Linked DNA regions of Mus musculus: region 2 is linked to region 1. The links are chromatin contacts, called in public Hi-C maps. All regions are on one chromosome and are shown on one strand. The core of a region is the stretch at or near the end of the contact, and the rest is flanking DNA. Distances in the headings are between cores, read along the strand shown.

Region 1 (3,842 bases), core at 253-2,752:
CTCTGTCTTTCAGAGTCCATCTCAGGGTGACAGGCATGTTAGCCAGGTCCTCTTCCCTACCCCAGCTACTACCCTCTTAGCCCATGGCTAAATTAAGTGTCTTTGTGTAGCCCTGGCTGTCCTGAGTCTCTATGTAGACTGGACTGGCTTCAGACTAACTGAGGTCTACCTGCCTCTGCCTCCCAACTGCTGGATTAAAGACATGCACCACTACTCCCTGGCTCTCTTTTGCTTTTTGAGACAAAGTCTCCTATATTTTCAGGTTGCCTTTAAATTCCCAACTCCTTGTGCCTCTATCTCCAGAGTGCTGTGAGAACCAGTTTGTCATCATCAACCTATTCTCTCCTCATCTCGAATTCTGTTACTTTGGCTTGTTTGTTTATAAGTTGTTTTTTTTTTTAAGAGATTTATTTATTTTTATTTTTACCTATATGACTGTTTTGCCGCATGTGTATATGTTCACCACTTGTACCAGGTGCCTGCTGAGTTATAGTTGCCAGTTGCCATAGGTTTGCTGGCAATCAAACCCAGGTCCTCTGGAAGAGCAGCCAGTGCTCATCACCAAGTTGTCTCTTCAGCACTAGTTAAGTGTCTTCAAAGATAAAGCTTTGTGCGTGCCAGCTAAGTGAGCTGCAGCCCCAGTTATCGATTGCCTTCTGTTTTGGTTGGTGGTGCGTGAGGCATGGGGTGCTGTTCTATTTATCCACCTCTCTTCCTTCATTGACCTTAAACTTCTTGCAAGTAAGATATCTGGTGTCTACACAGCCCTAGGCCTTGTGGGAATCAGGTTACAGGTAAGAACTGCTCCCCTGACCTGCCGCCTCCCCCCATCCCCTTCCAAGGAAAGGGGAATCTGCTGTTTCTAAGGTTACTGTCTATCAGTTGTGAAACAGTTGACAGGGCAGAAAGCGAGGCCTTGCCTCCAAGGAAAGTACACTTGAAAAAGGAGGCAGCCAGAGAGCTGCAAGATACAACTGGGGCCATATAAAGGCCTGTATAGATCCCAGGTACTTTTGAGCAAATATGTCACCTCAGTTTCTGTGTCTGTAAAATTGGGTAACTGAGCTGCTGTGAGGATGGGAGGATCATCAGAGAGAGACATTAACGGGTAGAGGGCCTGGGCTCAGCAACAGAACCATTCTGGGTCCAAACACAGGTCATGAGACCGTAGTGGCTTCACCAGCTGTTCATCAGCATCAGAAAGTAGCCCTGGCTGGAATAAGATGTGAGGAGAAAGTCAGTCAGCTGCAGAGCAGTGCCCCGGAAGTCGTGCCTCCTCAGAGGTCAGACTGCCTTGTACACCGCCCTGGGAAGCTCACTGGGCCAGCCTATCTTCAGCTACGTCTTGTGGGAGGACAGTGGTTCTGCCCGCTGAGGGATGGTGCCCAGGTCTCAGTGCAGCAGCCCTTGAGTGAAAGCCTTTGCCATTGTTTATTATTCTGTAGGCCTGTTGCCTGGTGAATCAGCCTTGCCATTCGCTCTCTGCTCTTTCGAGCACGGATCCAGATCGAATGAGTCATTCATTTACTGAGCACATGCTGGGTGCCAAGCACTAGGCTAGCAAGAGCAAGAGGACAAAAATATCTACCATCCTATGGCTTCCATTTTCATCAAGGTACCCAAGAGAACAGGGTGGAAGGAGGGCATGCTCGCATGTGTGCGTGCGTGTGTGTGTGTGTGTGTGTGTGTGTGTGTGTGTGTGTGTGTGTGTATGTGCATAGGAGCACGTGTGATGATGTCAATGCCACGTGGGCCTAGTGTCCGGCTCAGCTTGTGTCTGGGCAGGCCTGGCATACAGTGGGCACCACGTAAGTAGTTCTTGCCGTGTTTATCATTGCTATCCTGCTTCTTCGGTGGCTGTCTTTCCTTTACAGCATTTTATTTTCCTTTGTAACGTGTGCCTGTTTTGTTTTATTTTTGGTAGACTGCATATGTGTGTCTGTCTTTTGCCAGTAAATGGTTAAACCCTGTGAACACTTGTTCCTTCTGCCCTTTACTCTCATGCTCATGGGATATATTTACTGCAGGCCAAGTCTATTCCAATAGGTTTCCAAAGTAGTGGGACTTATAATATAGCAAGATGAGACACGTGAGGAATTCTGCACATAGTAATGACATGTATGGTATCAGTGAGGGTTGAAAGTGCTTGGAGCCTAGCAGAGAGACATTAGCATCTGGAGGGCTGGAGTGGAGTTGGCTGCAGAGGGAGGCTCTCTGGGTAAAGCAATTCCGGGGTAATGCAGTGGTCCTATGGGCTCAGGAACTTGTGTGCTAGTGTAGGGCTGTGTATTTTTGGCCCTGGGGAGAGGTCAGACAGGCACCAAGGTCAGAGTGGGGATCTGCAAGAAGAATGGGAAGGGTCCAAGGAGAGTCAGTCAGGTGACAGCAATAGAAACAGAAACCAGAGTCACATGCTACATACAGGGCCTTTCAGAAAGTGCAAAAGCTCTTATTTGTGTACGTGGAAGTGTATTTGAGCGCATGTGTGTGCGTGGTACATGTGGAAGCCAGAGGACATTCCTGAGGTGCAAGCCACCTTTGGATCTCTCATTGACCTGGAGTTCACTGGCTAGGCTGCAAGCAGGCCTTTTATTTCTGCTGATGCAGAGGGTTGAATTTAAGGTATGATTGCAAGGCCCGCACGTTACTGACTGACCCATTCCCTAGTCCTCTCCCACCTTTCCTGAGACCAGGTCTCATTATGTATGTATATAGCTCAGGCTGGGACTTGGACTATGTAGCCACACCTTCCCAAGGGTTGGGATTATTCATTTGTAACCTTCTGGTTGAGAGCTGTTTATCTTTTACCCACTGGTTCACTGGGAGGTTTTAGGTGGTGGGTGATACGATTCTATTCAATTTAGGTTTTGAGATCAGAAAAAAGAAAATGGGACTGGAGGAAGGGGCAGCTGGAAGTGGAGTGTGAGGAGCCACTAAGCACACACCATAAGCACTTCTTTAGGCTGTGAGCTCTTGATGGGGCTACAGGAGTAAGCTGCAGGCTTTTCCTTGGAGATTCCAGCATGGAAAACTCCACCATCCAGTCCAGTAGCCTTCTGTGCCCAGAGTGTTTTTAAAATGAACTTGGAATGTGCTTTCTGTTAAATACATAGATTTTTTTTTTTTGAAAGCACACCCAAAAGGGGATGTAAAATCTGAGTGATCCAGTTTGGTCCAGTTGATCATATCTTGAAAGGGTAATATTTTAGATTGCCTTGGGTTAGGCGGAATAATATGCTTTTAAAGTTAATTTCATCTGTTTCTTAGCTTTACTTATTGTGGCTACTGGGAAATCTTCCTAACTTCTTTTTTCAAGACAGGGTTTCTCTATAGCCCTGGCTGTCCTGAAACTCACTTTGTAGACCAGGCTGGCCTTGAAATCAGAAATCCGCCTGCCTCTGCCTCCCGAGTGCTGGGATTAAAGGCATGCACCACCACGCCTGGCATTACTGGGAAATCTAAAACTGTACTTGGTAATGTTTCCATGAGACAGTCTGAGGTCTGGGAGGCATTTAGTGAACAGTGTGAGTGGCAGGCAGGGGATTCTGCAAAGAGAAGAAGCCATACCCCTTTTTCAAGATGCTTCCAGGAGGATTGATTTAGCTCAGTTTTAGGTTGTTTTTTTGGGCATGCCTAAAACCTGGCCTTGATCTCTATCTAACACGGAGGGAAGCAGGGAAGAGTTCAAGGTCTTGCCCATTTACAAATTGAATTTGTAGCTAGTCTGGGATACAGAAGACTCTATCCAAAAATAACACAAAACAAAACAACATTAAAAAATCAAAACGACATTAAAAAAAATCCTTCTACGGCAGAGAAAAAGGAGGGTGAACATAACTGCT
Region 2 (3,842 bases), core at 850-3,349, 1.1 Mb after region 1:
GGATTTAAAAATAAGTTTAAATCTGTTTTCTCAGAGCCTCCCCAAAAAAAAAAAAAAAAAAGAGAGTCCAACCAGTACTCACCTTGAATTCAGCCTCATGTTTTTCCAAGGATAGCCTAGCCAAGTCTACTTGAGACTTCTGACCTACAGAAAAGTAAGACAATAAGGGAGCACTAGAAAATGCCAAATAAGTGTTAATTTTTTCTGGGACAAACAGAAAATTAGTACAGTGTTAAATGAGGTCATGCACACCACTAACCTCAGTATTCAGGACATAGGCATGGGGGAATCATGATTTTGAGAGGAGCACAAGGAATGGAGGGAGTGGGTAGAAGCTAAGAAGGAAGAGGAGGGAGAAGAGAAGGAGGGAGGAAAGAAGAAGAGAGGAAAGAAGAGGAAGGGAATAGCAATGCTTATACCCAGGGTTCCATAAAAACTGGACATACACATGTATGTATTAGAACAGAAAGGTGCTTTACAGGAGTCTAAAGTGATAGCACAAATATTCATATTAAAGGACTTTGGAAATTAGCAACGTATAGAAGGTAGACCTTATGGAAATGATCGTTTTTTTTAAAAGGCTTATGTAGTTAGAGAACTTGTGAACTAAGCAAAGCTGGATTAACTGGAATAGGTATCATCTTTTACAGATGCTGGTTTCACTGAAACATTGGCCTCTGTGCCACTGTTATACAACATAGAAAGAAATAAAGGACACATGCTCCACTATGTTCATAGCAGCCTTATTTACAACAGCCAGAAGCTTGAAAGATCCCAGATGTCCTTCAACAGAGGAATGGATACAGAAAATGTGGTACATTTACACAATGGAGTACTACAGAGCTATTAAAAACAATGAATTTATGAAATTCTTAGGCACATGGATGGAATTAGAAGATATCATCCTGAGTGAGGTAACTAAGTTACAAAAGAACACACATGGTATGCACTCACTGAATAAATGGATATTACCCCAAAATCTCAGAATACCCAAGATATAATTCACAGACTACATGAAGCTCAAGAAGAAGGAAGACCAAAGTGTGGAAGCTTCAATCCTTCTTAGAAGGGGTAACAAAATACTCATAGGAGCAAATATGGAGACAAAGTTTGGAGCAGAGATTAAAGGAAAGCCATCCGGAGACTCCCCAACCTGGGCATCCATCCCATATACAAACACCAAACTGAAACACTGTTGCAGATGCCAAGAAGTGCTTGATGACAGGAGCCTGACATAGCTGTCTCCTGAGAAGCTCTACCAGAGCCGGACAAATACAGAAGCAGATGCGCACAGACAACCATTGGACTGAGCATGGGATTCCCAAGGAAGGAGTTAGAGAAAGAACTGAAGGAACTGAAGGAGTTTGCAACCCCATAGGAAGAGCAATAATATCAACCTACCAGACTCCCCCCACCCCCATCCCCAGAGCTCCCAGGGACTAAACCACCAACCAAAGAGTACACATGGAGGAACCCATGGCTCCAGCTGCATATGTAGCAGAGGATGGCCTTGTTAGACATCAAGGGGAGGAGAGACCCTTGGTCCTGTGAAAGTTTGATGCCCCAGTGTATGCCATGGCAGGGAGGCAGGAGTGGGTGGGTGGGGAAGCACCTTCATAGAAGCAGGGGGAGGGAGGATGGGATAAGGGGTTTCTGGAGGGGAAACTGGGAAAGTGAATAACCTTTGAAATGCAAATAAATAAAATATCCAATAAAAAAAAAGGAGAGAGGGAAAGAGGGAGAGGGGAAGAGGATAGGGAAGGAGGGGGAAAGGGAGGGATCAATTCTCTCTTTCAGATATGTCTGTATTTCTCAAAAAGTGCAAAACAAAGGTTCTTATTGCTATCCATCAGAGACCCATCATCCTTACTCTGAGGACAGAGCATCCTTGAGCTCCAGATAACTGGGGTTGCAGAGCAAAGACACTTTATGCTCAAGGCTTACAGATAAGGTTTTGAGCCTCAGCAATGACACTGCTGCTCTCTACATGTGACAGCTATACAAGTATTTTTAGCTTTGCTCCAGAAAGGATGAGCATCAGCTCTGGAGTCACATGTCTTTTGCTACCACAAGCCAGGCTGTCATCTTCAGCGAAATGCTTTGCCTAAAACCTTCTCTCTTCACATCTGTGCAACTAGGAGAGTATGAGCACCTCACTCACTGGCTCTTGGCGAGGGTTAAAGAAGAGAATGGTTTATGAAGCACATTTCTTCTTGCCTGGCACTTGCTAAGTGCTAACTAAATGGTTGCAATTATAATTATTCATGTATTCATTCAAAAACTATGTATTAATCATCTTCTCTGTGCCAGGCATTGCTAGGCAATGTGAGAATACAAAGATGAATAAATGAGGAGTCCCTCTCCTCAAAACTCTCCCTGCATTATGTCCATATGTAACCTTTGCATTTATTCATGTATGTAAATCCTCGTCTGTGTGTGTGTGTGTGTGTGCCTGTGTACTCTGTACATTGGGAGTGCCCATGGCATGAATTCTGCACTCTGTGCAAATTGCAGTGAACAAAGTCCCGCTTTGAAACACAAGAGAAGGGTGGGGGCTGCTGATGTAGCCATCCATCTTTCTCCTCTTCAGAGGTGGGTGGCTGTTTGCTCTGGGAACACTGACGATATGACCATTAAATCATTTCAGAATGGTGGAGCTGGGAGGTCCTAGCAAGGCCTTCCCTCACACCCACCCTGTTCTGGCACAAAGAAGGGTGTTATACCTCATACACAGAAACAGGCAGGCCACAGGAAAAGGGCTCTTTGTGCCAAGTAGTTTTGCCCAGTCCTCCTCCAAGTGGGGAATCAAGAAACGATCCATCAGCCTGGTTGTCTGGGAGTACCGAACTCCTCGAAACAGACCTATTAGCTGAAAGGATAAATATTTACTCTGAGTTCATCTGAATAACCCAGAAAGGGAACTCTGGTTTTTGTCAGTAATAAAAACACTCCCACCTAAGTCTGGAATTAGAGCTTTTTGTCTTTAAATCTTCCCTGCCTAGAATCACTCAGACTTCCTGTGAAAAACTAGATCAGGATTTCCTCATGTCCTCCAGAGCAGCTGGGGTTGGGGGTGGTGGTGGTTGGGGGGGGCACAAAGGCAGGCAGGGGTCATTCTACATGGGGGGTATTTTCTTTTACTGCACAAGTATGTGTGGCCTCTGTTTGCCTCTTAGTACACAGGTAACTGAAATCTTTGCCCTCGGGAGAGAAGGTGCAGACCGTTCTCTTAAAACACTCCAAATGGTGAAACAAGAGATTTTAGATAAACAGTTTTCAGAGGACCCCATTTCCTGAGCTATGCTTTGATCACATGATGACACCAGCAGCAAAAACACTGTTGTTATCCTTCCAAGGAAGATGTTCCAGAAAGAACTATTGTCTGGCTCAGAAAGGGGAGGATTTGATGCCATGGGGGAGGAGGGGAGAGCCATGGAGGAGGCTTGAGTAGAAGGATGGAGGAGGTGGGACATGCATCCCACACCAGACAAGTCCAGGGTGTTTGCCACAAGCTCCAGCCCCACTTCCCCCTCTTATGTCCCCTCATCTCTTTTGCACATCCAACAGTGACCTGAAGGGAAAATGTGCAGATGCTAGAAGCCATGCCTTTGTCTTCAATCTCAAGTCCAGTTCAAGGTCTGGGGTACAAATGTTCTTCAGAAAACATCAAATGAATGAGAGTGTTCATCATGATCTCTCCTTCAACCCCTCTGACTTCTTACTTCTCTCTCTATATATATTATGGGGGTAATGATATCCCCCAAGATTGTATAAAAATGAAAATGAACACCTATGCATTGCCACAGAGCCTGGTGCATTATATGAATCTAAAAAGTGTTAGC

Evidence for each region. Hi-C and Micro-C count contacts between places; a contact is called where the count stands out from the background.
Region 2: a contact with region 1 is called in a Hi-C map of uterus. The contact joins two enhancer-like sites. A contact is called at or near these places in 1 of 484 Hi-C or Micro-C datasets (uterus) and 1 of 115 datasets of contacts at active chromatin or transcription factors (the NIH/3T3 cell line).

The regions. Positions count from the first base shown.
Region 1 is chr15:62,042,484-62,046,325 of GRCm38.p6, forward strand. All of the region lies in intron 1 of Pvt1 (Pvt1 oncogene), which reads left to right. Among named protein-coding and RNA genes, the nearest start is that of Pvt1, 6.4 kb to the left of the region's middle. Within about 2 kb of position 1,503, at least 173 of the 459 cell types and tissues checked have an H3K27ac peak or open chromatin away from gene starts, as enhancers often do. A contact at or near this core is called in uterus, where this site is marked.
Region 2 is chr15:63,160,947-63,164,788 of GRCm38.p6, forward strand. No RefSeq gene overlaps it. Among named protein-coding and RNA genes, the nearest start is that of Gm30159, 17 kb to the left of the region's middle. Within about 2 kb of position 2,100, at least 37 of the 459 cell types and tissues checked have an H3K27ac peak or open chromatin away from gene starts, as enhancers often do. A contact at or near this core is called in uterus, where this site is marked.